Linked DNA regions of Zea mays: all the other regions are linked to region 4. Evidence: chromatin contacts called from public Hi-C data. All regions are on one chromosome and are shown on one strand. The core of a region is the stretch at or near the end of the contact, and the rest is flanking DNA. Distances in the headings are between cores, read along the strand shown.

Region 1 (7,314 bases), core at 3,309-5,808, 250 kb before region 4:
TTCTTGCGCGAAATTGCAGGCAATCAATTCCAACAGCACGGAGGAAGAGCTGCTCCTCAAGGACCGCATGATACTACTTATTTGGAATTCTCTGACACTCGACCACCGCTTTTCATTAAAGCAGAGGAACCTTTAGAAGCCGATGAATGGGTAAGAGTGATGGAACAGAAGTTTGGGTTAATTCGATGCACAGAGACGCAAAAGCCACTATTTGCCACACAACTGCTAAGAGGGTCTGCCAGCACTTGGTGGGAAAATTTCTCAGCAATCCAACCTGCTGGGCATCAGATTACCTGGGAGGAATTGAAGCTAGCATTCCGGGAGCATTATGTTCCAGAGGGAGTGCTCCATATTAAACAAGAAGAGTTTATCTGGTTAAAGCAAGGAGGAGATACTGTAATGCAGCATCTCAATAAATTTAACCACCTCTCCCAGTATGTCATTGACCAGGTGAATACAAATCTGAAAAAGAAGAATTGTTTTATGAGGGGACTCAATGACAGGCTTCAGCGGAAAATGGCAACATGCTTGGACCTTACCTACAGTAGCGTTGTCAGTACACCACTGGCAGTGGATGCCAAAAATGCGGGACATGGAAAATCAAAGGGGTTTGGAGGTGAAAGGTCAAATCAAGGGCCTGAAAAGAGAACTAGGTTGGTGATCCGACCTTTTAATCAATATCGTTCTTCGCCTCGCCCACCTTCATATCCATTCAAGCAGCATGTTTTTATTCGTCCCACTACTGCCCCCGCTCCTACCAATCAGCCGAGTGCCCCTGGTACTCGTTTCCCTACTCTTCCCAGTTCTTCCACTGGTTGCTTCAATTGTGGAAAGTCTAGACACTTCATCAAGGACTGCCCATAAGAAGCAAAATAAAACCAATTTTCAGTAGAACTTTGGGAACTCCAACCAAGGAAATGGGAACACGGCTAATACTTCAACAAGCAAGAATTTCAAGAAAACTAGACGGATTTATTATACCCAAGTGGCTACTACACCGGAGGGCGAGCCGATAATGATGGGCCAATAGTTATTCTCTTCAATTCTGGTGCATCACATACCTTCATAAGCAAGAATTTTGTGGAGGAATATTGCATTCCTTGCACTGAATCAAGGGAGGGATTTATTATCCACTCACATGGGGGACAAATATTTACTAAGGAAGTAGCCTTCCACATACCAGTAACGTTGGTCGGACAAGAATTTCCTACAAACATGATTGTTTTAAAAGGTCAAGACATAGATGTAATTCTGGGCATGAACTGGTTAGCCCAGCATAAGGCCATCATCAATACAGACTTAAGGACCATTAAATTGAGCCATGGCCATGAAGAGATTCAATTGTCCATCCCTATAGCTGTCCTAGCCAAAACATCTAGACGAGTTTATGAAGCTGTCGTGCAAGAAATCTAGGATATTCCGGTGATATGTGAATTGCCGGATGTATTTCCTGAAGATTTGCCTGGATTGCCTCTAGAAAGGGATGTGGAATTTGTGATTGAACTAAAGCCCGGTACGGCTCCTATTTCTAGAAGATCGTACCGTATGCCACCTAATGAATTAGCAGAACTCATGACTCAATTACAAGATTTGCTTGAGAAGGGGTTCATTAGACCATGTTCATCACCTTGGGGATGTCCTGCAATTTTCGTCATGAAGAAGGATCAGACGCTTCGAATGTGCATGGACTACAGACCCCTTAATGAAGTTACCATCAAGAACAAGTACCCTCTTCCCCAGATCGATATCTTATTCGATCAACTTACTGGAGCTCGGGTATTCTCCAAGATTGACCTCAGGTCAGGCTATCATCAGATCCGTATTCGACCCGAAGATATATCCAAGACCGCATTCACTACGCGGTATATGTTATTTGAATATTTAGTCATGTCTTTCGGATTAACAAATGCTCCAGCCCACTTCACATACTTAATGAACTCGGTGTTTATGCCTGAGTTAGATACATTTGTGGTGGTCTTCATTGACGACATTCTGATCTATTCCAAAAATGAAGAGGAGCATGCTAAGCACTTACGGATCGTGCTAGCGCGCTTAAGGGAGCACCAGCTATATGCTAAGTTCAGCAAATGCGCGTTCTGGTTGGAGGAAATCCAGTTTCTTGGACATGTATTATCTGCAAAAGGGATTGCGGTCGATCCCAGCAAAGTCAAGGATATTTTAGAATGGAAACCGCCTACTATGGTACATCAAGTTCGAAGTTTCCTTGGACTGGTTGGATATTACCGCAGGTTCATTCCGGATTTCTCCAAGATTGGTAAACCTATTACGGGTTTATTGAAGAATGATACCAAGTTTGATTGATCCTCCAAATGCAATGAAGCCTTCGAGCAGTTGAAGGTATTATTAACCACTGCTTCGGTATTGGCTCAACCAGATATAGAAAAGCCTTTTGATGTGTATTGTGACGCATCAGGCAGTGGACTCGGATGTGTCCTAATGCAAGAGGGCCGAGTCATAGCTTATGCTTCAAGACAACTACGCCGGCATGAGGAGCATTATCCAACTCATGATTTGGAATTAGCTGCATTCGTTCATGCCCTCAAGATATGGCGTCATTATCTGCTGGGAAATACTTGTCATTTATATACAGATCATAAAAGCCTGAAATATATCTTTACCCAGTTGGAACTGAATATGAGACAACGAAGATGGCTTGAGCTAATTAAAGATTATGACTTGGAAATCCATTATCACCCAGGAAAGGCCAATGTGGTGGCAGATGCATTGAGTCGTAAAGCTTCCGGTCATTGTCTTACAATAAGGACCCCTGACACCACCCTTTGTCAAGAAATGGAAAAGTTAAACCTAGGTATGATACAACACGGAACTTTGACACAATTAAAGCTTGAGTCAGTTCTTCTCCAGAGAATTATTGATGCCTAAAGAACCGACAAGGGTATGAAGAATATTCATGAGAAAATAGAAGCCGACAAAGTAGATTGCTTCAGAAAAGATGACCAAGGAATAATATGGTTCAATGATCGCATAGTAGTGCCTAAAGATGCTGAAGTCCGCCAACAAATTTTGGATGAAGCTCATCTTAGTCGATATTCCATTCATCCCAGAAGTACTAAGATGTACCAAGACTTAAAGCAACACTATTGGTGGACAAAAATGAAGATTGAAATTGCACGCTATGTGGCAAGATGTGACACCTGTAGACGAGTCAAGGCCGTGCATATGAAGGCCGCTAGACCACTGCAATCTTTGCCCATCCCAACATAGAAAAGGGAGGATATTAGTATGGACTTCATTCTCTGAAATAATCTGCAGGGACTTCATTATTTTCTTGGTGGTCGTGCTTCCCAAATCTTGCATACTAAATTCCACCTCAACTCCTGCAACACGCCGGCTTCATCTTGGTGCTGAAACTTTAGATGATGAAGGCCTTGTTCGGTTATTAATGTTACATGTGTAATGTGTATTGGAGTGTATTGGGTGGGATTGGAATGTATTTTGACTTATTATGGATTTAAAACGGCTCAATCCCACTCAATACATGTGGATTTATCACCAAAACGAACAAGCCCGAAGGTGGAAGTCGCTTATCACAGCATGGGACCAGTAGCAATCCTGTGTTCTGGCTTGAAATTTTTCTAAGGAACTCATCCTTTTCTCAAGCATCGCCTGATCTTGTGTCTCGCTCTCAAGGTCGAGAGAAGGAGCCATAACTGCTGCCATGTCGCCCTCTGCTGGTGAAGGATTAATGAAAGGTTTGTCATGTGCAAGCGGAGCAAGCACCACTGCTACGACGCCCACCCCCTCCTCATGCTGGTTCTGCTTGTTGCTGCTCTATGTAGAAAGATGATTCAGTGTTTTAATCTGATAAATGGAACTCATAAAACATTTCCCCAAGTTGCATTCTTCTCAAGGGAGAAACAACAAACGTCTGCACCATATGTTTCTCCTCTGTATTGTAATCTTCTATAAGCTGCAAACAACATATCTCACTCTAAACAGGATGAAGGAAACCAGTGAGTTTCTATTGCGAGCAGGTGCAACATGGATCATTATGCTATATTTTGGTTGTACTGAGTTGTCATATGGGCCAAATTTCATTGTTCTTCTTGGATCTGGGAGCAAAGGATGTTCTATTGGTTTGTGCCCTTTCGTGTATTAATAACTGATGATTTATGCCTCCAGTTTCCTAACCTGAGGAAGCACATATTGGTTGTACTGAGTCTGTAACTAAGAGTGTTATATTATCAATATTTACGCTGATGGTTATGAAGCTATCCAAAGTGAAGTAGTTTTGGTATACTCACGATAACAAACAAGATTCGTCACGAGCTTTGAACGATATACATGCCTTCAATGCCAGGGAGGTGCAGTGCATCGCGTCCGAGAAAAGAAACGTTGCGTGCGGCTAGCTCTGTCTGAGTTGATCGTGCGAAAAGTGTGTCCTTGCGCTCGAAATAGCTTCTCCCTCTACCTTTACAGACTTTGTTAGGACTCAGGAAATGACCTAGCAATACTGTCACTGCCACCTACATTCTATAATACTGTACGTTCCAGTACAGTTCCAGTTCGCAACCAAGGAGAGACTGAGTTATGCCAGCGGCGCTACATGTACCGAACAAGCATGCCGAGCGTGCACCGTTCGAGGATGCTGGCGTCGGACCGTGCGGCGCCGGACAACGACAACATCCGCCTCTGCTCTATGCTACTGGCATCGGTCGTGTCGCTGTTGCTCCTCTGCGGGGCCCTCTCCGTGGTCTCCAGCACTAGTGCCCTCGCCGTCACCATGGTCTACGTCATTGTCGGCCCGGCGGCGATCATGCTTATGCTCGTCTTCCTCGGCTGTCTTGTCGCGTCGGGGACCCGGGCTCTGGCCGTGGAGCTGGAGCCGCAGCCTCAAGCGCCCGCAGAGGCAGCTCCCGCGCGCCTGGCGCGACGCCTTTGCGCGTGCGGGCTGTCTGACGTGGCGGACGTCGCTACGATGCCAGCGTTCCCGTTTCAGCCGGCCCAGCCCGTGGCGGCGAGCGAGGGCGAGCGGCAACCACCTCGCCGGAGCGGCGTGCTGTGCGCGGTGTGCCTCGAGGACGTGCGGGCCGGCGAGATTGTGCGGCAACTTCCCGCGTGCCGGCACCTGTTCCACGTCGAATGCATCGACGTGTGGCTGCGCTCGCACCGAACCTGCCCGCTCTGCCGCTGCGAGCTCCCGCGGCGGAAGGCAACCGCTCAGCAGACCGTGGCCGTCACGCTGGCCACGCCGGAAGCGGCGCCGTTGCCGCCTGTTTGAGTCTCATTAAGGGCCTCTTTGGTTCTCGTAGCTAACTACCAGTCCCGGTCGTATGATTTTGAGGGCCCCCGGCAAATTGATCGTGGTAGGCCCTCTATACTATAAAAAATTCTATATTATGCAGCGGAGCATATTAATACTTCGTAAATAAATGATGATGTGTATTGAAATTAATTTTTAAAACAATCTAAGAAGCTAGATAATATACATCGGTACAAATAAGCACTTCGCAGGTTGAAAAATAGGAACGACGATCGCCGAATAACCTAAATTCTGATTGCTCGACCATGCGTGTCTGAAGGCTAACGCAGTGGTGCCCAGCTCCGTGGAATCCTGGAGGGTTGGATCGGCGAGATGACGAACGACGATCACGTGGAGGATGTGGTCTCATAGATGCTCGGGGACGTGAGCGTGACGACTAGGCAGTGGGCAACGCGTGCCACATTGTCCATGTGCACCGGGCGTCAGTGTGCCCAGCCTTCCCGCCCTATTGGCTACCTATATTATTTTACTACTAGCATATAACCCGTGCTAACGCTACATTCCTGTGAAGAGGAGGAGAGGGGTGGACGATGACGGTGGTGGCGCGAGGGGAGGGATTGATGGCGGTGGGGACGCGGGGAGGGGAGGGCTAAAGGATGATCAAATAATATTGTTTGTTAGATTTGAGTGAGCAAAATAGATGATGTTATTCAATGATCTAAACCGTTAATTTTGATGTTATGTTAAATATGGTTGTAATTTGTTTGATGGATTTCGTAAATATTATAGGTGTGTGAGTTATTTGGTTAGATGGGTTTTGTAAAGTGTAAAAACTGATGTATTATATAGTGTTATAGATACTAAATATTGGGCCCCTAAAAATTTTAGGCCCCCGGCCGTCGCCTCTCTCGCATAGGCTCAGGGCCGGCCCTGCTAACTACACCACACTTTATATAAGATTAGTCGTTTGAATTGAATAACTAATCTTAGACAGGAAAGTTAGGCAAATTGTCGCAAGTTAGATAGAGAACCAGATAAGCCTTCACTTCAGCGCCACTTTTTCGTTATAAAGGTTTGTTGCTGAAGATCTCTCAAAGCTAGCTTGGCCTGACGCCCTGGCCTGTGAAGTTGTCCTACATTCTTCAATCCTTGAATTTCTTTGGGGGCAAATCAAAGATGATGTGACGGCATATGATTGATTGCAATTAAATATATTTCTTCCGTCTCAAAATGTATTTTTAGGTTATTTAAAGTATATATTAACGAGAGATTATATATATACAATAAAAATGTAATATTTACATTTGGACAATAGAGAAAATAAAAAGAGATATCTAAAATTTATTGGTTTCACATATAGAGGTCTATTTTATTTTGGTATAAATTTTAAATAAGCTTATTATAAGACAGCAAATTTATTTGTACCATGAGGAGGTGAAACGACTATGTGGTACAATGGAACTATATATTTCTAGCCCTGCTGCTCGACATTTGCATTTCTTAACGATTCAATTGTGTTCACAAACTAAAGGCTTCTCAGAAAGCTTAAACATGTTTCTTCTATCACGTAATAAAAAAAGTAAATATATGTCTCGCGTCTGGAGAATTCAATCAAATTTAAATTTTTGCTAAATTTATAAAAAAATATATCTCTAAGTGAGTTTACTATAAAAAATATATAATGTAATTAAGCTAATGTTGTTTACTTCATATTATAAATTTATTATATTTTTGTACATATTTAGTTTAACTTGAATTTAATTTACTTTTCAAGATATGAGATGAGTATGGAATTGAGCAGTGGCGGAGCCTGCTCGTAACCGGAGCCTGGGCATCATTATAAATTTCTAAATTGTTTCTAAAGTATATATTCAACATAGACTAGTAAATTTCAAGAGAATAGATATAAAATATAAACATTCAAGCAAACAATAACTTAGTGCTAAAAAATTTAAACGTAGCACGGTAAATACCTCAAGATGGTAGAGAACGAGGCAAATTCATCTTTCTAGTCTTCATGCCTTGAAACTGTCGCAATATGGTAGAGTCATCAAGTTCTTTAAATATTT
Region 2 (7,396 bases), core at 1,694-4,193, 180 kb after region 4:
CCTAAGTTGAGATGGGTGTTGCATCATGCCGAAGCATATTTATTTGTCTGATGCTGTGTTTAATCGCGCGTCCGTCTCGCCTCGTTTTGGGTTTTGATTCGCAATTGGATTCCGATTAGTGGTCATGCGTGTAGTGGGTTTCCGGCCTGGCCCGCAACCCGACCCAGCCCAGCCCGGCCCGGACCCTGGCCGCGCGCCCCTGGCGCCCCACACCCCACATGCGCGCGCCCCCTTCACTCTCTATCTCATTTTGTGTTTCCCGCGCAGCAACTCCCTCTCCCTCTCTTCCACCTCTCTCCCACCTCCTTGCCCTAGGTGTGATCCGGTGGACGGTTATCGCCGATTGTTGAATCCCAAGGTGAGCTCCCCTCCCCTCTCATCTCTCCCTCCCTCCCCTTCCCTCTTCCCTGGGCACGCGCCCCTCTCCCCCACGGCCTTGCACCCTCACCCGACGGCGCCCACGGTAGCCCCTCTCCCCCGTGGCCCCATGCCCTTCCCCGGTAGCCTCGCGCCCTCCCCCGGCAGCGCCCCCAGTGGCCCCTCTCCCCCGCGGCCCCATGCCCTCCCCCGGTGGCCCCCATGCGGCCCCTTCCCTATGGCCCCTGCGCGGCCCATCTCCCCCACGACACCACACCCTCCCCGGCGGCCCCCTACGTGGCACCTCCCCGGTGGCCCCTACTTTCACAGCCCAACCAAGTTATCGGGCCCATGTACACCAATCCTTGCCATCAAGGCCTTGGATAGATATGTAAGTGGATCAGATAACTTACTCGGGGTGCCGAGTTTCGATGAACTCGTTCAATTCCAAGGACCATTCACCCAAAGTTGCAATTATTACAATAATCATACATGAACATAAACTTTAAACACAGGAGTTGAGAGGAAGACTTTGCAATAAGGTAATAGACATTAAGTAACTTTTAAGTATACAAACCGAATAGTATTTATTATTACATGCCCGAGGTAAAGTTAAAGTGCTAACTTATTACATCAACTGGGAAGAAACCATCTTCCCACAGTACACACATAATGCACATAAGTAAAAGTCGCTATTATGAGTTTAACAAAACTCAAACGTGTTGATAGCTTCTCCGGCAACAACAATGGGAATAAAACCCTAAGTATGGAATTACTCAGCAAGACTGACCCGACTAAAGAAAAGACCCTCAAGGATATGCTAGTTGTTGGGAATCAAGGTAAAGCTTACCAAATTTCAAAGACTTAGTTTTGCAGAAAAGCTTACTAGTAGTGGGTCCTTAAGCCAAACTTTTACTTCACAAGTTAAGTTCATTTTCTGCATCTAGATTTGCCTAATCTAGAGCATTCACTTGTCCTATACTAGCTTCATTTTAGCATCTTTTGTTTCACTTGTTAACTACGCTGAGGGTCGAAGATCTAGTCTTCATATCCGAGAAGTTTGGCGATGCGAATCGATTAATACCCAGCTGGGGATCTCCAACCACACGACATATGTAGCACTTAACCCTTGCATATGTCAACTCGGCCATGGGTTTCTCAAGACCAGAATAGGTCCCCGCCAACCGATAGCTCAGTACCCCACCATCCAGCCTCTTGCCAGGTGGATACACGATACTCTCGCCATCTCTCCACTCCCATTGCGGGCCAACCTTTCTAGTATTGGTCCAACCGAGGCTAAGCTTACCAATGATGAGGCATGTGGCCAGTTAAAGGGTCCTAGATCAACAGGCCAACAATCGGAATGGTCCTTAATCGACATAGACAGTACGACCTTTCCTGCTCAATGTCTGGTCTCACATTAAATTATTTATGAAAACCTGGTACCTGTTAGAGGTACCCTTCTAAAATGATGAAGTCATCAAGGCCTTTGATACCTTCATCATTCTAGTTCATTTTTCTTTGTAAAAACAAGATTCATAGATCAAAACATTTTTGTTCCTAGTCTATAAGCATACTAACCACGTCTAGCTTTTCAAATCAGGTATCAAGGATGATAATCAATAATTCAAGGAAGTTATGCAGCAAAGGGTTAATCATTAAATTCCTACCACCTAATGCAGCATATAAGTGATAAAAGTTTTAAAACAGCAAGTAGGTGGTAAATGCACCGGGGCTTGCCTTTGTGAGGAGGAGAGTCGGGCTCTTCTATAAGGATATTGCAGTTAGCAGCAAATCCAAATGGGGCACCTTCTGGAGGACCTTCGGCGATAACCTCAGTTGGAGAAGTTTCAGGTGGAGGAACAGGCTCCTCTTCCACTTCCACTTCAAATTCTTCTTCTAGGTGCTCTACAAGTCAACTAGAAATACATGCTCATGTAATGATATGATATGCACAATCTCACAAGGGAAAGGTGGAATGCTCAATTATTCTTAAGTAAACATATAGTTATTATACTTATAGTTTTAGGTTATCTAATGATGGCTTAAAGTGGTCCAACTAAATCTACTTCAAAGTATCAGAGAACATATACTCCAAAGCTTGCCAATATTGGTGTTTGACATTATGTGTGACTCAAGTTTGATCCAACCCTAAATTAGTATTAAAGATTAGTGTGTTTTAAATACTCATACATAGTTAGTTTCTGGTTTTCTAATTAAATAAATTCCAAACATGCTCAAACTTTGACCAGGAGTTATTCTAAAGGTATATAAATTTCTCAAAATTTTCTATGATTTTTGGACCTATGGTTTTATTTCTAAAATTCTTTCAAGCTTCTCAAGCGTACTTTAAAATAACTAAGAATTTACTTATTATGGCAAAAACCCTAAGAATAATTTTAATATAAACTACATAATTTCGTGGGCTCTACAAAATTAGTTTAGTAATTTTTTGCAGTTTCCTATAATTTATAATGAATTTTGCAACCTGCTACTCAAAAGAAAAAGGAAAACCACCAATGGTACTGGCCCGAAACCATACGCTCGGCCCACGGGTTTGCCAGAGCACGGCCCCACATCAGCCATTCTCGCCCGCGCCTATCCTTTTTGCGGCCAAGTCCCTACTGCCCAAATTAATTTCACCGAGCCTATTCTACTATTGCAGTGAGTCAAAGTCCCACGCGTTTAACCCCTCGGTCTTCGTTTCTTTTACCACGGCGGGTCCACGACACCGCCGCGCTAGAGTGTCGGCGAGCCGAAATCCAACTAGCCAAAGGGGCCGTCCCCAGCGAAAATCGAGGCACCCCCGCATGCCCCGGACCAAGGCGAACTCACTCAGGGTAGAAACGGCTACGGAGACCTTAAGAGCTATGTTCACCGTGACACCGGTGAACACAAAAGTCCGGCGAGCCACGACTAGAACCTAGGACATGGTAGAACTTAAACGAAGAGTATGGGGAGCATCAGTGGCTCACCGAGCACACGATGCTCATCAAAGTTTGCTTGGAGAAGTCGTAAGCGGATCGGTCAACGTTGGGGGTGGTTCACGGCGTCGATCCACGACGGCAAGCCGGTGTTCTGGACCAACCAGAATGTTAGAGATCAAACGGGCAATTCGGTGGGCTTCACCATCAAGCGTAAGCATTGGAATACTAAACCCAGGGCACAAAATTATACCGTGTTAGCCTGACCTTGATGGGGTGAGACGTCGGCGGCGTGATCACCAAACGCAGGGAATCGCTGTGCGAAGGACTTGGGCAAACACCCGGTGCGGCTAGGGGAGCGCTAACACAGACATGAAGACGTGAGCCACTACAACCCACGGTGAACTGAACTGAACTAAGGGGGGGGGGGGGGGGGGGGGGGGGGGGGGGGGGGGGGGCAGCGAAGGCTCCTGAGCCTGGCTCTTAAGCAAATGGGACAAAGTGTATGCACTAGCTAGGTTCAAAGAAATCAGGATGAGGAGGGACCTCGAGGTACCATCAGTTACATGAGTGTAGGCACGTGGCTTCACTTCCCCACTCCACACAGGACCAATATACAGAGAGGTAAAGAGTGGAGGCTTAATCCTGTGCTGACAGCAAAACACATGAGTAGTTGAGTCACCATTTATGATATGCTCAATTCTGCCTCTGTTGCCTTCACGCCATTTTGTTCAGGATAGAGTTATTCTCATCCATTTTTTTCTAGAGTTTCCTGGAAGGGTGTAGTAGATTGGGATCCTGTCTGCTGATATTTTTTTTATCCTAGCTGAACTAGTCGAACTTGAATGCAGGACCAAATTGGGACCCCTTTTTCTCTCAATTACCAATAGCAACAGATCCATCTTAATTCACAAGAGTTATTCCCCAACCATAGATCTACTAACTTGCTATAGCAACCCATGGTTCAAAATACTCAGAACAAGAGTTATGGTGTACCAAAGTAGAGCAAAAAGACTGAAACACCCAGTTTCAGCTAACTGAAACAGCTCACCCCCAACCTGACATAGAAAATTTCAACACCTTTTTCTTCACATTTTACTCAGTAGCAAGCCCAACTCTCAACATGAAACTGTTTCACCTTCAAATTATCTTCCATCTTGCTATAAAACTTTTGGACCAAAACCTCATGAAATTGTCACAAAAATGCTCGAAACCGGGCATCATGCACTGCAAATTCAGTTTTCAGTGACTGAACATAATTCAATTACAGCCAACCTGACAGCTGATCTTGGAACCAATGTTTCTCCAGGTTTTGTATAAGATCAAGTCCCTCACCCTTAAATACATTTGTTCATTTATAGATAACCTCCATTTTTGTTATAAGGATCTCAGCTCAAAATTGCCTAGAAAAGGCACCACACAGCTCCAAAGTAGAGCCAAATACTGAAACTCAAATCTGTTCACTATTCATTATCTGGAAACTCCAAGAACCTGACAGCCCATCTTTAGGCACCCTTTTCTGTGATATTTGTGTAGCACCAAGCCAGCCTCCCTTAAACAAACTTGCACACTAATATATGTTCTTCAACTTTTCTTTAAATGGTATGGTTTAATACTCCAAGGATCAAGCACTAGAGAGCTCCAAAGTTGAGCCAAACACACAATGTCTGTGTGCTGAAATAAGATTTAGCACATTGAATCTTTGGACTACTGTTACTGTCAGGTCCAACTGGTTTTAGTGGCATTACCCTTAATCAAACTTGTACATAAAAGTATAGGCTTCCACTTTGGTACAACACTCATAGCCCAGAACTATATGGATCAGCCCTTAAGGAGTACCCCAAATCTATTTCAGACTCAAAAATCATCAGGGCTGAAATTTGCTCTGAAGTCTGAACATTGCATCCTTAGGCTCCTTTTTCTGCCAGTTCCATATGGACCTAGGGTTATGTGACTTAATAAAGTTTGAGCACCTGGTGCAGCTCTACAACTCTGCTACAACGACCGTTTTCAAACTGTCTACAGATCGAAAGTTACAGAGGCCTAAAGAGAGCTAACTAATACGAATTCCAGAATTCCAAACCCTAAGTCAAAACTTAGTTTTAAGTTTTTCTCCACTTCTTCCTATGAAACTTGTAAATCTCTACACATGGAAATTGCTTGGTTTGGAAAACCCTATAACTTTAATATTTTGACTTTTGGCAAAATATTGCCAGATCACAAATTTCACCTTTGGGACCAAAACTTGAGTTTTCAAACTAGGTTTTCCACTCTCTATCCATTACCACATTTCATTTAGAATTTGTCTTGGTCCTAGTGAATGCATTCTAAGTGTGTTCAATACAAAGATGCCAATGCATATGATGTCATGCAAAGTTTTAGTTTTCAGTAACAGCAGGGGTGTTACACCTGCGCGCGCCCCGGCGCGGCGCCGGTCTGGTCCCCGGCGCGCAGCGCATTCCCGCGCACGCAGACCTAGCGCGCGACATTTAAATTTCAGTTTGATTAATTTTAAATTTAGTTTAATTAACGTGCTATGTCTCGTGACGATTTAGTTAAAATCCAGATTATTAATGTGTTGCGTCGCGCGCTTCGCCGCACGACGATTCATTTTAATTTTAGATTATTTAATGTGTGACGTCGCACATTTAGTCGCGCGACGTTTTGTTTTAAATTTAGTTTAAGTGATGTATGCCGTCGAGCGCTTCGTCGCGCGACGCTTTACGTCATTTTCATATTTAATTCAGGTATTTCGTAGCGCGCTTCGTTGCACGACGATTCGTTTAATTTCGGTTTTGTCTAAGTGTTGCGTCGCACGCTTCTCCGCGTGACACTTATTTTATTTTTTAGCTTAGTTTGCGCGTGCTGTCGCGCGCTTCGTCGCACGACAACTTGTCCCAATTTTCGGTTTAGTTCACGTGTGCCGTCGTGCGTTTCGCCGCCGACAATCCTCTTAAATTTACCTTGAATTGTTTATAATAATTGAACGCGTAGCGTAACTTTATTTTATGCATAACGCGATTGTTAAATTAATATGGGTATGTTTTCACAAGTGCTTTAATCCGTAGTTGCTTAACATAATCTCTTTTCGACCATAGCCTCGACCGTTGTTTTTTCTTTCTCGCTTAGTCGTAGGTGCGAACCCTGCGCCAAGCGTCTGCTTATTTGTTATATTCTACTGTGTGGTGTACTATTCTTTTTGTATTAAATTTGTGGAATGTATGTTTGAACTCGTATAGATAACAGTCAGTTGGCGGAGTCCGAAGGAGTTGCAGGTGAAGACCCTGAGCAGCAGCTGGTTGGTGAAGGCAAGTGTCCCTTGACCCATCTATGTCCTACTCATTTTATAATTCACTCCCCGCATTTACACAATTTATACCTAAGGATTGACTAGCTTTTGTTTATCATGCCCTTGTTTACCTATGTGGGTTGGGTTATTTCGGTTTAGCTCTATGCTATTCCTCCACACTAATCAATGAACATGATGAGATTATTTCTGATACGTTGTTTTCCCTTTTGATTATGATGATGATATTGTAACATTTAAGGGGACTCGAGCGGGTTTTCGAGTGCCTCTCAGTGGTTTGTTGGATGACCACCCAGAAAAATAGTGCAACCATGAGGGTGGTATGAGACGCCCTTAGCTGAATAATTCGAGGAACTAGGGTGTAGTTCGCTTCGCCGTCGTGCCGTCAATGGGGCTCGGTGTATGCGGCTCGCTCTGCTGAGGGTGGATTGCCCAATGGGGAGGAGTGCGGTACATTTAGGAAACCTAACGGGCGGCTACAACCTCAGAGAATCTTTGTAAAGGCTACATAGTAAAACTGTTGGCCCTTGTTCTCGGATGCTACATACCAAGAACAAAGCAACACAATTGTTAACGATTAGAGACCTTCGTCCTTCGAAGCATTATCTCTCTTAGGATATAATGATCTTCACACGAAGGTCATGAAGGACATACCTTCATCATTTCAGTAAGCAAAAATGTAAACAGAGACATATGAAACACAAAGAGAATATGAATAATCATTTCAAATCATTGGACTATTCATATTCTTATTTTATAAGCATGAATAGGCATCAATAACGTTTATATTTCATTTGTACCTTCCGCT
Region 3 (7,701 bases), core at 726-3,225, 200 kb before region 4:
TTACATTTTCGTGAGTTGTAAAACCAGAACAAATACCCGTGTTTCTTAGGAAACTGAAGCTTTTGGGCTCTTGGATCTATTTGGATGGAATTCTAAAACCCGCACTCGTCTAGATAAAAATAAGCTGACGATGTTTGTGGGTTAGAATAATTATCTAGAATGAATCCTAAGGCACCTCAGAATAAAAATCTCATAATCCTAGATTCTCACCCAAACGAGCTAGATTGTTGGCATTATTCTTTTTATCCGGGTTCTTTCTTGAAATCCCCTGGCACATTTGGATGGAATCCTCGGATTCTAAAGTTTCTTTCTGTATCTGAACTATTGAAATTCCTATGGATGCAAACGATCCATACGTTTAGCTGAGCTGAAACGACATCCGTTGATGGCAATCTGTGCTGCTGTTGATCTGTTGGACTACCTGACCAGATGAGTGGACTAGCTTGGTGAGAATTGGACCGGTTATTTTACTTGCTTTTGTGTGGTAGAGGAGGATGGCAAACCTAGATTGAAAACGATGACATGTGAAAAATCCAAACATTTGGGGTTTGTCGCTTTCCCCCTAAAACGCTTGGAGTGAGTTGTTCGAGTTGTTGCAATTTTGGTGGTGGTCGATTGAGTTGGCTGAGTTGACTCAGTCCGTCGTGAGTGCTTCGGTTGTTGGTCTGCACGCCGTAGTTGCAGTGATGTGCAGCACATCACCCTAATTTTGTGGGTTCTATGTTCAGATTCAGCTCAAAAGACCGGGTTGCATTTTTTTTTTGTTTTTTTGTCCCAATAATAAAATTTACGGCAAATATTTTGTGGCTATTTCAAAAAGAACTCTGAATATGCTCATTCTGTTGGTTCGGTTTGATTATTTTAATCTCAAGAGACGGCAACATAAAAGAGCGAGAAATAAAAAGGCTGCTTGGCTCTAGCTGCAACAACTAGCCAATCCAACAACATTTACTGCATGACTATAGAAAATCAGTACTCTCTGGAGTAGAGCTGTAGGCCTTTGGGTTTTGAAGGTTAGTTTGGAAACTCAAATTCCCTTTGGGATTGAAGGTAATGAGAGAGAAAATTAGTTTATTTTCACCTTAATCCCCTCTAATCTCGAAGGGGATTTGAGATTCCCAAATTAGCCCTTAGGATGTGACCTTTCAGCCGAGTGATATCCAGTCCGATAAACCAGCAGAAGCGACAGGGCCAAAGTAGAGTGAAAACATAAAACAAATAGCAAGCGGAACTGCTTAAAACTCGAACACACAATACACAATGCTTACCGTAGAGAGAACAAGGCCACAACTAGAAGTACAGCACTGGAAAAAAAAACAAGACAAGACAACAACGAGCCAACGATATAGACCCGTCCTGCAAACAGCACTGATTCTCAATTTATCCAAAAAATACAATTTAATCAAATTCATTTTGGATTGAAAATATATTTGTGATTGATGGCCTTCATGCCGTTGATATATATATATATATATATATGTGTGTGGGTGCGCGCGCATGTCAATTATCGTGTGTAATACCCAAAAGTTGGAGAAATACAATAATCCTTGAGACCAAGTGTCTAAGTGAGTTTTGTTTATTTTCTTTAGCATCTCAACAATATACAAGGGTTTGATGTAAAAGAAATTATCAAATAAAAATAACTAAAACAACTATGCACTCATGCTGATATGCTTTGATTTCTGCACTTAATTTAGTGATCAGACTTCATTGGAATTTAAAATAAAAAGGGAAAAGAAATAATAAAGGAAGAATAGAAAACAAAAAAGGGGAAAGCTTCCCTCGATCGCATGGGCCGAATTCCCCAGCCCACAGGAGCATCCCGCACGCGGCTCAGGTGGCTCACACGGGATCATTGTGCCGATAGGGAGGCACATCCTGTCAGTCGTTATCCCTCCGCACGGACCAGCCTTCTATGCTTTCTTTTACCTTCCACCGACGGGTGGGCCCTTTGGCTTAGCCCCTCACGCACCTTGCTAGCACTCGTGTGTCACGACGCTCTCTGCCACGTGGGCCCCAGAGTTCAGGCGTCGTGCTTTCCCCCCTCTGTGCGCATAGCGGGCATGGCCGTTACAAACACTGTGCCCCCTCCTGCTTATCCCTCATGCAAGGGCTGGGTGGCAGTCCCCTCGACCTGGGAGATAAGACCCAGGGCACCTACGCCCCTCCTTCTTATCCTTCGTGCAAGACTCATCGAAACCGCCACAAGAGAGAGAGTCGGGAGAGCTGTCGCCGCCGCATAGCCCGTGCGGCTTGAGAGAGAGGCGTCGTGCTGGGCGAACCGCCACTGTTAGGCTCGACCAATTGGGTCAGTGGGATTCGGCAACGCTCGAGAAGACCGGTTGTCGCATCGACGGACGAAGTGGTGATCGGAGCGCGTGACGATTTCACGCCGGAGTCGGAGCTCCATCGTCGATTCCATTGCGTCCTGCGAGCGGGCTACTTCACAGCTATCACTGGTGAGAAAACCCTTTCAAGTTGTTTGTCGCGTCTTCCTCTACGTGTAGCTCGTTCATATCGGGATTGGAGCTTCGGGAAAGTATCGGGGAACTTCGGTCGTCCTCCTCTAGGTTTGGAAGGGCGGCGCCGCTGAGTCTTGTGGTCGGGTGGGGAAGAGGGTCCCCAACCATTGATCAGGTGACAGTCGACTTAGATTAGATGAAGGGAAGCGTTTTGCAGAGATGGATCTGAGTCGTTGGATTTTGGGCATATGGATCGGATCTGGTGATGGCGTGGCGCTAAGTGGGCAGCGGAATCATGATCCAAGCGTTGAAATCGCATACCGGTTCATAGTGATGCAGATCTAATCCTGGCCATCCGATCTTGATCGGGCGGCTCTTGTGCGGCTATCCCCGTCCATCGTGCACAACTTGCATATGTGTCCCTGGCTTTATTTGAAAACAACATGTCGTCCACACAGAAGCAAATAATAGTGCATATAGGTCCTGGAACTTACACAAAGCACCCTAGATTTTTTCAAAATGTTACCAGCAGCCCAAACATGCTTCTAGTTTAATGAAATCAATTAGAAAATGATGTTCCCTTGACCACTTTTCTTTACCCAATAATATTCTCTATGATCACTTTGGCATGTTCAGGCTTAATTTTGATGGGACCCAATAGGTCACCCTAGTTTGCTTTACTTTATACCCTATTTATCACTGAACTTTTGGGTAGCATTTGCTATTGCTCTATGTGGTTTTGGGTGTTAAGACAAATATGATTTATGATCATGCTTTATTATTGTGATTCTATTCTTTAATGTTCATGATAAGATTATGGTGTTAATTGGAACATGGAGCTTAACTTGAGATAACAGTGCTACCACAAGGGTGGAATGGGACGCCCTTGGCCAAGTAATTAGGAAAGTTAGGGAGAGATTACCTTACCTGAAAGGGGCAAGCGGGGAGGCATCGCTGCAGAGTATAGGGAGGTTCTTGGGTCGGACTATCTATTTAGCTTTCCGGACGAGGGATTCCTATGCTTCCTTCTTCCTTCTTTCTGAATCTGTAGCGGGTCTTCTCGAACTAGTAGAACTTTGGAAAGGCCTTGTACTGCTACCTTGCCTCGTCTCCTCGATAGAGATGAATGGAACTTTTAGACCCCTTAGCAAATGGGGCGTCCACGCGCCACTACACCGACGCACCACATCCCCACTAGCCTGACTCCACCGCTACCCTAGATATAACCTCTATTTCTGTATCATGATCGTAGATCACATAACCCAGTTAGGTGTCTCATGTTCGAAAGAGACACAGTGTAAATATGTGGATCTTTGCATATCTATAATTGTATCTATTTCGAATTGTCCATATTTTTTGGACAGCCCGTGGTTGCGTAGATAGGGTTAATTTCCATGCTTTACTCTCATCTGAGACAGAGTTTCTGTAAAGCCCAAAATTGGTAGGAGAAAATAATAATAATAATGATGAAATAATTAAATAAATATATTTAAGATAGTGTTTTAGGGACTTTTGAAACCTTTGGATATTATTGGGTTTCTCATGCTTTTGAATGTTCAATTGAATAGAATTAAACTAGCCAAATAACAAAATAAAGAAATATAGAATTATGTATCTCATGATGGAGTTCTTGCATTTTTACCTTTGTGCTCAAAATTTTGAGACAAGCTTAAGTTTGAAAAGTAGAACTTGTAGCACCCAAAAATATTATTTTGGATTTCTAATAAGAATGATACGAGGATTTGAAACATGATATTCTTTATATCACCTTTTAAGTCGTATCTTCTTAAATAGATACAACTAAATACTAAAAGATTTAATGATCTTATATAAATTAAGTTATTCTTTTTAGATAAAATGTTAGAAATGTTATCTGAAATAACTATTAATAAATTGGTACAAAAGAAATTATTTTATTAAAACATATATTTGGTGAGTATAAAATATACACTTGGAAGAAGTTGCTTAAAATAAATAAAGCAAGGAATATATATATATAATAAAAATAAAAACAAACGTTGCATCATGCTGGATATTTTGTTTGTGCATGAAAACCTTAACTCTAAGTTTGGATTACAAATTCGAATTTGGAATGGAAAATAAAACTAGAAATGAAATCTGAAAAAAGATAAAAAGAAAAAGAAACCACCCAGCCGCGCTTGGGCCAATTCTACCCTAATGGGCCACCATATTCCCGTGGCGGCCTGGGTAGCTGACCGGTGCCGACACATGGGCCCCGGACGCCAGCGTCGGCCGCGTGGTTGGCTCACTGACACCGTGGGACCCGATGACCAGGTCTGTCTTCTCCGCAGTACGCGCGTGTTAGGTCATGCCACCGGAAATCGCCCACGCCGTAATTGTCCTGCGCAAGCCCATCTCTCCACCGCGCCGCGCCGCTGACTGCTGGACACCGACGGGCGGGGTCCACTGGCAGGCCGTCTTCTCCCCAAGCTCGCGCGCCCCGTGACCCAGCTCCGCGCAAATACCGCACGATCCAACGACCTCCACCGTCCTCGCCGTAGAAATTGGCCGCAGTGGCCACGTTCGCGCATGGATCTCGCTCGAGAAGTCCGCGAACCTCCCCCTGCTCTCGCCCTATAAAGCCGTGGGCCTAGCGTTGGCCATCTGGTTCGCTGTCGTTGAGAGCAGAGAGAGAGAAAGCTCTGCGCCGCCCTTGACTTCGCGCCTGAGCATCGGTCGGCACCCTCTGGTGGGTTGGGGAGCATCGCCTGACACTGGAGAATCTCGCCGTGAACCAAATTCTGTGGGAAATTGGCTGAACCACCGACAATCTCTCACCGGCGCTCTGTTTCCGCCGTGGAAACCTGCATCACCGTGGTCAGACGCTCTCCGCGCCGAGACGACCGGTAAGACCCCCCAGCGTACTCGCCATCAATTTCTTATCGCGTAGATCGTCTCAGATTAGGGGATTGGTGCTCTTGTGCGCGGATTCTGTACCTCGCCGGCGGGAGCCGCCGCGCGGGCTACGGGCGCCGCCGTGCTCAGCCAGCAGGGTAGGAGAAGGCCTGCTGGCCGTTGGATCGGTTAGGGGTGTCTAGGATTAGATCGGGATGGCGGTAGGATATTGACCGCAGATCCGAGAAGTAACGGTTTAGATTAGATTATGTATACCCCTTCGTCCACATAGAATCTCGGTCGTGGATCACTCGATCGACGGTTCTGGATGAGCACTGTTTCATTGAATCGACGAAGTTGATCGTGGCCCTTGATTTCTAATCCTGCGGCGGGGGATCCACCGTAACCCTTCGTCGTGGCACTTTCGCAAATGAGACCCCGTAGTTTTATAGATTGAACCCGCCGTCCACCCGTGACATTGGATTGGGTCTCAGATTTCTTGCGCAAAAGTCCCTGTGGTTTCCTGTTTTAGTGTCCCCAGTCCAATTAGAGAATAAAAGGGATAAACAATTCAAAAAATGATTTTTAGTTTAGAAATAAATTCAGAAACTTGTATAATTCATATTAAATTTATTTTAACTCCAAACTAATCCATTCCAGTGACATTAATTTTGTTTTAATATTGTCTACCAACTAGTAACACTGTTTAGCCATGAAACTTGAACTAAAATTATTCATTTGGATTAATCTATTCTAAGCATTAAATAATTTCCGAAATTCATAACTTGGTAACCGCGACTCCAAATTTAGTGGTTCTTGTTTCTACGATCTCGTAACATTGCGTAGATTATTATTACGCAGTTTATTCTTATGATTGGTGTAATGTTAATTTTAGCCTATACCATGTTTGTCTGTATTGCTATGTTTAGCAGTGAGGACACGTGTCATCTGAAGATCATCCTGGTACCTGGAATCTCAAGTCACAGGCAAGTTGTGCCCTTGATCACTTCTTTTTACCCAGCCATGTTCTGATTAATCATAATGATCTGCATAGGTTAATTTTGATGGGACCCAATAGGTTACCCTAGTTTGATTATCTTTATACCTTGTTACCACTGAACTTTTTGGGTAGTACTTGTTAGTGCTTTATGTGGTTTTGGGTATGAAGATACATTACTCATGATTATACTTTTGTTATCCGTTGTTATTTATCGTTCATAATAAGATCATTATGTTAATTGGAACATGGAGCGACCACCCGGGAAAACAGTGCTACCACAAGGGTATAATGGGACGCCCTTGGCTGATTAATTAGGAAAGCTAGTGGAGGACTACCTTACCCGAAAGGGGCAAGGGCAGTAGGGGAGTGGTCAGTGTAGGGAGGCCCTCGGGATGATTTTGCTGCGATGGCGGTCATGCAAGGGATTCCTGCATTGGAGCTTCCTATAAACTGTAGCGGGTTTTCTGAAGCTAGTGGAACTTTGTAAAAGCCTCGTAGTGTTACCCTGCCTCGCCTCCTCGGTAGAGGTGTATGGGAAGTCGCGATCCCTTGGCAGATGGGTAACATGACTTGTGGGTAAAGATGTGCCACCTCTGCAGAGTGTAAAACTGGTATACTAGCCGTGCTCACGATCATGAGCAGCTCGGACCCTCACATGATTAATTGATGGAACTTAAATTCAATTTGTCATATGCATTGCATCGCAGGTGATGTTGTTACTTCTGTTCTACTATTTAATTGGGTTGGTATTTACTTATATTTAGTAATTGCTAAAAAAATTTTGACCAACCTTAAAAGCAATGCTCAGCTCTAACCATCCTCTTTGGTAAGCCTTACACTTCACATGAACTCCCACCTTTGGCGAGTTCATTCACATTATTCCCCACAACTTGTTGAGCGATGAACGTATGTGAGCTCACTCTTGCTGTCTCACACCCCCCCACAGGTCAAGAACAGGTACCGCAGGATGAGGCACATGGAGGATGCTGTGATGAGTTCGTGAGTGGTCTAGGCCGTCGTCTCCCAGTCAACTTTGGGTTGCTGGATCGTTTCCTCATATGATGTAATTATTTAATTATTTTGTATAGAACTCCTGTTATATAGTAAAGATGTGACATTCGATCCTGTACCACTATGCATCATATGTGTGAGACTTGGTCCCAGCACACCTGGTGTTTATGTTCGCGCCCGGGCTTTGGATCCCTAAAACCCGGGTGTGACAGTTTCAGCATCACCTCCATGTTGTTCTCCGGATAGACACTCTCCCTGGTAGGACGTGTATTTGGAGAACAACGGGGAGGTGCTGCCGAAATTCTGTCTCAAATTAGAGTAGAGCATAGAAACTAACTCCATCTACGCAACCATGGGTGGATTATGACCTAT
Region 4 (6,881 bases), core at 269-2,768:
CAGCGTCCGCGAGACATGCTACTACCGCAGTTTAAGCCCACTTGGCCGCGTTGCTCGATGGGCCACAGTCCTGCTGACAGCGACGCCCAGAATCGTCTGCTAAACTGCTCCTTGTGGTTGTGGGTTACAACTGGTCCTTGTTACCTGGAACCGAGAAACAGGACCAAACCCAGCTAAGCCAAGACCAAAATAGAACTTAATTAGAAATTCAATCTCTAGTCCTAGATAACTGAATTTAGACCGGCCGTTCAGTCTTAGACCCTCGATAACTAATTAGCTTTATTTTACCCTGGACTGAGATACGAGAGAGCTCTTTTGAGACTTTCGTTAAGCTTTCTAGTAAAGCTAGGTAAGCAGTGACGGAGCTCCGTAAAATTAATGTCTCGGACTACTCTATAAATGTAATAATGTACTAATCCGTCTTTTCATTTTTCATAATTTAGTTAACAAAATGAACTAGCGGACGATAAATATTTTAAGAATGAGGTAGTCAAATTTAAAACAATCTAGTAGAACTATGATAGGCAGGGAAATGGGATCTGACATTCGGGAACAATTCCTTATAATAGGGGAGAATCACAGGCACATGGCAGCAGCCAGTCAGCACTCAGCACAAAGTGTTCGCTGCTCAGGTGGTCGCTGCCCATTAGCCAGGAAGGCGCTCCACCCTCGCCTATGAATAAGAAAAGAAAGAGAATCAGGTTGAGGAAGTTGTATAGCTTGGGAGAAGATGTAATGACAGGGTGAATTTGGGTAGAGGCGCTACACCTGGGCAAGGCACGCGCGCGACACTGCTACCGGGGTCGCAGGGAGGCTGGAGGCGGACTGGCGGAGGGGGACTGGCGGAGGCCGAACTGGCGGAGGCAGACGACACTGCTACAGGGTCCCGTGGAGAGCAATAGAAGACTGGAAAGAGGTGGCCGCGCCGTTGGTAACATAGAAAGCACAGCCACGCAGGTTTGCGAAATAATTGGAATAGCATGTGTTCTCGTTACTCGAGCGACTAATGGAGTCTGTCAGTACCAGGCTCAATCGCTGCAAGCAGAAGTTCTTTTGATCTATAATTTTGGGTTAGATTTTTTAGCTGAAGAAAAACATATATATAGAAGAAGACTTTAAAATTGAGTCCCAGGCCACGGTACAGGTGGTCCGCGGCCCAAATCGGCCCTGAAGGTATGTAAATATCTTTCGATTAAAAGAAAGAGAGCTCCCGACCATCCATGCAGTTTGCTTTAGATTAATGTTGGTTGTTTAGACTGCTGCATCTATAATTTATAAAAACAAATATACAATAAAAACAGTAAAATCTGGTACGGATGAAAGAAACACGAACTTTTCTTTTCGGACGTAGAGTTCGTGATCCGGTCTCATACGTGCGCCAGTCACTTTTGCTTATGTCGAAGCAAACCACTCAGCATTCACATCAGTATTAATCGTTTTCTTGAATCACTTATTAATTAACTTTCTTTGACCTGCCTGCCCGCAGAAAAAGGCGAGATTTTGGTGCGGTGATTAGACATTCCACGGAATCTCTCCCAGCTGTCCTGTTTTTCCTTCCATGGATCCCCCTCGCTAGCTGAGCCCGCTGGTGCTCGCGGTCGCGGGTGGTGAGCGCGGCCTCGCCGGCGGCGCAGCGGCGATGGACCTCCCGTGGCTGGATCTGCCCTTCACCTTCCTGACGCTGCTCCTTGCCACCCGCCTCGCCTACGACTACTATGGCGACGTCGCCGCCGCCTTCGCCGGCGGCTTCTCGATCCAGGTCTTCCTCTTCTACTGCTTCGCGCGCTGGTACCGCTACGCCATCGCCGGCCGCGCCGCCGCCGCCGCTGGGGCCCGCGACGACCCGTCGCCGTCGGCGCGGCCGCCGCCGCAGCAGGAGGAGGACGCGGACGCCCCGCCCGTCCTGACACCGCTGCTGGGGTCGCCGGACGGCGCGCGGCCGTCGACGCTGGCCAACCGTTGCTTCGCCGTCGTGTTCATGGTCTTCGTGCCGCTGGTCATCGTCGTCTTCGAGCGGAGCCAGGCCGACGTCGTGGCCTACGCGCTCTGCCTCGCCAACATCATCGTCATGGTCGTCTGGCTCTCGCCGGACACCGGGTCAACGGTCTCGGCCGCCAAGTCGCTCCTGCGTCTCAGCGACGACGAGGATGAAGGCAGCGGGGGCAGCTCCGGCGCAGAGGACAAGTGCTGCGTCTGCCTCGCCGGCATGCGGGAGGACCAGGCGCTTCGGGCGCTGCCGCGGTGCGGCCACAGCTTCCACGACAAGTGCATCGGCAAGTGGCTCAAGGCGCACCCAACGTGCCCTGTGTGCCGGGCCACCGCCGTGCCGCCGCCGCTCCACAGCGGGGGCGGCGATCCGCTAGATGACGATATTAGCCCCGTCTAGCTAGCTTCCCCTCAGTGATTCATCCATCTTATCTTATCTAACGAATTTGTGGACATTTGTTGGGAAATTTGGTGAAAACCTGTATAGTAATCCAAAACGTTGTCAAGCTCAATTCAACATGTCAGTAGTGATTTGTACATACGGTCCCGTTTGTGCACTCTGAGAAAAGCAAAGCCATGTCTCTCTTGCTTCATGACAATCATTGAACATTTTGTTCGAGAAGGGGAGGAAAACTGTATGGTTTTCTTGAGGAGTACAAGCCGTCGGTGGATCACAAAATGTTAACATGCCACTGCCAATTACTACACTCCACTTTGATGCCGGTTTGTGTAGCTAGGAACTACATAAAACATATAGAAATATCTCTATACTGATTCTCTAAAATAATATAGATTCTGAAAATAGACCAGTCCACAGCAGATTCTCCAAATCGTGTTTTTTATATTTATAAGTTACAATTGATTAATTCAAAACAGATAGAATAAAGAATTAATTATATCTCGTAAACTCAGTGGAACCTTAGGACCCCTAAGTACTTCGTGGAGACATATTTAAGTCTACTTCTAATGCAACAAATAACGTGTCATTTGGACCCCTAATCAACAGTAATGACTATTTTCCTACAAAATGTGAGAAGGTAAATAGATTGTAAGACCACCCTCGACTCAGTGCAGACTTCCATAAAGAATTAACCACATCACCTAAACTGAGTGGAATCTTAGAGCCTCTAAAAGCATCTCCAAAAGTTATGTAAACAAGTCTCTAAATATGAATTTAACAAGTTAAAAAAAACTCTTCTCCAATAGTTATATAAATCAGTCCATAAATTTACAAAGTCCCTATAAAACCTAATGTTATCCCTACATTTACCAACCTTGTTAGGACTCCCTAAATCTATGTTGATACTAAATCATGAAAACCATACTTTTGCCACTGTTTTGCGCTATCCTACTCTCCTGTTGACCACAAAATCCATCTCTAGCGTCCAGATGTCTTGATGCCGCCACGACTAGAGAACCTCTTATGCCGAGGCGTCGCAGAGCACATCTTAGATGTCTTCACGCCATCGCCACGATCGTCTGATCTTCCATTGATAACTTCGACCTCTCAAGACATCAGGGAAAGTTGTGATATTGATTTTTACCGCAAGCTCAATTAAAAATAGAAAGCATGCTCGCTTATTTTTTTGTTAACGTAGACAACTTTAAAAATTAGCAACCAATAAATAGGGAACTGTTGGAGCACATACATTTTTAGTTCTTAAAATGTTTTAGCAACTTATTAAATCTATAATTTAGGGTACTAAATTTACATAACTATTAGAGATGCTCTAAGGCTATTCACAATAGGGATTTCATAGCACTCTTTCCAACAATGCCACATCATCAAGAGTGTCATGAAACTAAAAATAAACAATGTTTCTCAATGCAAAATTTCATTTCACTATTTCATAGATTAACATACTAATTAAATATTGCAACTAAATGACCAATAGAGGTTAGTAAAATATGTCAAGATGAAACAAACCATTCTCAATGGAGGTTTCACACAGTTTCCAAGACCTTGGAAAAGGGTTGATATGGTTTCATCCCATGAAACTAATTTCATCCTATGAAACTCATTTCTCTTAAATGTTATGCCATGTCATCCAAAATGCTGACGTCGCACACCATTAAATGTGCATGAAACTCCCATGAAACTTCTATTGAAAATAGCCTAAGTGCTTCGTGGAAAGATATTCCAAGTCTACTTTCCAACGCAATAAACAACACATCAATTGGACTTCCCAATCAAGAGTAATGATTGTATTACAACAAAGTGTCAAAAGTTGAATGGACTACACGACCACCCTGGGCTCAACGCAGACTTCCATAAAGGATTAATTAGATCTCTTAAATGAAGTGGAATCTCAAGGCCCCTAAGTGCTATGTGGAAATACTCAAGTATATTTTCCAACGTAACAAACGACCCATCAATTGTACTTCCCAATCAAGAGTAATGTCTGCTTTAACAAAAACTATCAATAGCTAAATGAACTACGTGATCACCGAGCTTAGCACAAACTTCCATAAATAATTAATCATATATCCTAAACTAAGTGGATTATTAGAGCCCATAAGTGCTTCGTGGAATCATATTCAAGTTGACTTTCTAACACAACAAACAACATGACATTTGGACTTCCTAATCAAGAGTAATGACTATTTCACTACAAAGTGTTAGAAGTTAAATGGGCTGCGTGAGGCTTCATAGAAACTAATTTCATGGTGACTCTTCAAGTACTGCAGGCTTCACATAAACTCATTTTGTGATGACTCTTTTGGTCATCTAAATCCATCAACTAAGGGGTCCTTTCACACCTTAGGAAGGAGGGTTGTTCCTAGTATAAATATGCCATATATTTATGGATTTAACAGTTTTCGGATATTAGAAAATGTCCTTTGTTTAGTTGTTTGCTAACAATTTTAGAGAGAGATCTCTATTTCATTGCTCTTGTTACTTCCTCACGGATTACAGAACCAACATATCACACTGATATGGATGAGTAAGATGTTCAAACCATAGATGTAAAGATACTTGTGAACAAGGTGAAGATATTTACCTACTCTCGAACCAACATAGAAAATTAGGCCTTCCAAATTTTGTCCCGACACATCTAATTCGATTGCTTCGGTGTTCGTTCACGGTCAGTCATCCAATTTTGCAAATCAAACTCACTATTACAACAAGGAAATGAATTAGTAAGACATGTAAAAAATGGGCTATAGATGATGGCTATGTAGATTCCAAGAGCAACACATCTTCTTGGGGTTGTCCACAAATTTGGAGACTCCTAAGCAACTTCACACCGTCAAGGAACACGAAGGTTCCAAGAGCAACAAATCCACACAAGATTTAAGTTTGCAACAAGCTCAAAAGTCTGAGAGGGGAGAGAGTGAGGAAATTGTTAACGAGTTCACCAACTTCACCTCACACCAAGGATTCTCCAATCGATTGAAGAGGATGAGATTTGGGGTGTGAGAGAGGGAGTGAATGCACTTGTTTGAGAGTAGGTCACCAGTAAATTCGTGAGAGAGTGTAGAAGTGAATGAGGAGAGAGAGTCCAAATGTTATATAAAGGACCCCAAAAAGTTGCCGACCATTTAGACTTTCTGCTCAAATCTCGGTTGAACCAGGTTTAAATTCGGTTGAACTAAGATCTACTTGAGAAGAACTCGGTTGAGTGCCTTGTTGAGTACCTGAGTCAGTAGGGTCAAACCCGGTTGAACCGGGAATAATATCGGTTGAGCTAGGATCGTCCAGAGAGCTTCTCGATTGAATCCCCTTCTAAGCATATGAGTCAACAGGGACAAACTCGGTTGATCCGAGAATAAATTCGATTGAACTGGGATCGACCAAAGAGGTTCTCTGTAACACCTCAGCTGTTAAATATAGAGTTTATCTTAAACCTATTATCACATGTGGGTTATTATGGGTAAAGGTCACCACATTCAAGGATTAAGGCCATAAGTAGGTACGCATTCATCTTAAAAGACCTACCTTAGCCATCTCATACTAATCAAAACAAGGGAAGTGACTAAACCCTAAGTCACCCTTGAAAGGCTAATAAGAAGCACTATGCATAAGTGATCAAGAAAATCTATCTAAGTCCTTAATCACAAAGTGGACCATTAACCAAGTTGTAGTTCACTAAATAACTAACAAAAGTTAGTAAGGGTGATACCCCAAAAAGGATTAGAAAATTCCTTAAACATGTAAAAAACAAATGAAAGGCAAAAGAAAAATAGGATTTTCCTATTTGTAAAACAAGCCGTCCAACTAAACTCTCAAGTGTTCATTAGGATCTAAACCTCAAACCTAATACCCCTAATCGACAAAGTTTTGTTAAACTACCATCAACCCGCCGTCCCTTGCATGTAGGGAAGGATTTAATTTATGTCCTGAGAATTTATGAAATAACCCTTGTACTATCTGAATTGGTACCCGTAGTCCAGAAGTCATATAATTGTGGAAATAAATAGAGAAAATGATATTGGGTATAGAAATAAATGTAAAGGAGTTTAAAAAATCCATAACTTTTGTGTTTTACCTCCAAATTGAATCATTCCAGTTGCATTGGACTCGCATTAATATTGTTTACCTGTTAGTAACCCTATTTTACTATGTAGCTTAGTGATAAAAATAACACTCACTTTGTTTCATGTTTAACACCTAAATAATCAGAAAAATCATAACTCTTTAACCGTAACTTAGAATTTGGTGGTTCTCGAACCTAGGATCTCGTTATGATGTGTGGATCATTACTGTGCATTATGTTCTTATGTTTGGTGTGATGTTAATTTCTCCTATGCAATGTCTATTTGTATTGTTGCGAGTAGACGAGCAAGTGATTGAGGAGCCGGGAGCTCAGCAGGTAGAAGATAATGAGCAGGAGCGCGTTGAAGGCAAGTTGTGCCCTTGACTTCTTTTCTTTACCCAATAATGTTCTCTATAA

What was found. Hi-C and Micro-C count contacts between places; a contact is called where the count stands out from the background.
Region 1: a Hi-C map of ear shows a contact between it and region 4, with 2.4 times the contacts expected there. The contact joins the promoter of LOC100283611 here to the promoter of LOC100192713 in region 4. A contact is called at or near these places in 2 of 25 Hi-C or Micro-C datasets (ear and leaf).
Region 2: a Hi-C map of tassel shows a contact between it and region 4, with 4 times the contacts expected there. The contact joins the enhancer-like site here to the promoter of LOC100192713 in region 4. A contact is called at or near these places in 2 of 25 Hi-C or Micro-C datasets (ear and tassel).
Region 3: a contact with region 4 is called in a Hi-C map of bundle sheath, with 3 times the contacts expected there. The contact joins the enhancer-like site here to the promoter of LOC100192713 in region 4. A contact is called at or near these places in 4 of 25 Hi-C or Micro-C datasets (bundle sheath, ear, leaf and 1 more).

What each region holds. Positions count from the first base shown.
Region 1 is chr9:68,977,746-68,985,059 of Zm-B73-REFERENCE-NAM-5.0, forward strand. LOC100283611 (RING-H2 finger protein ATL80) reads left to right here and starts at 4,559. Exons shown (of 1, transcript XM_020544476.3): 1 at 4,559-5,348. The coding sequence starts at 4,589. The coding sequence ends at 5,263.
Region 2 is chr9:69,403,843-69,411,238 of Zm-B73-REFERENCE-NAM-5.0, forward strand. No RefSeq gene overlaps it. Among protein-coding and RNA genes, the nearest start is that of LOC100278708, 27 kb to the left of the region's middle. Within about 2 kb of position 2,944, at least 15 of the 20 cell types and tissues checked have an H3K27ac peak or open chromatin away from gene starts, as enhancers often do. A contact at or near this core is called in ear and tassel, where this site is marked.
Region 3 is chr9:69,025,241-69,032,941 of Zm-B73-REFERENCE-NAM-5.0, forward strand. No RefSeq gene overlaps it. Among protein-coding and RNA genes, the nearest start is that of LOC100283611, 47 kb to the left of the region's middle. Within about 2 kb of position 1,976, at least 18 of the 20 cell types and tissues checked have an H3K27ac peak or open chromatin away from gene starts, as enhancers often do. A contact at or near this core is called in bundle sheath, ear, leaf and 1 more, where this site is marked.
Region 4 is chr9:69,228,023-69,234,903 of Zm-B73-REFERENCE-NAM-5.0, forward strand. LOC100192713 (Putative RING zinc finger domain superfamily protein) reads left to right here and starts at 1,519. Exons shown (of 1, transcript NM_001137915.2): 1 at 1,519-2,587. The coding sequence starts at 1,640. The coding sequence ends at 2,386.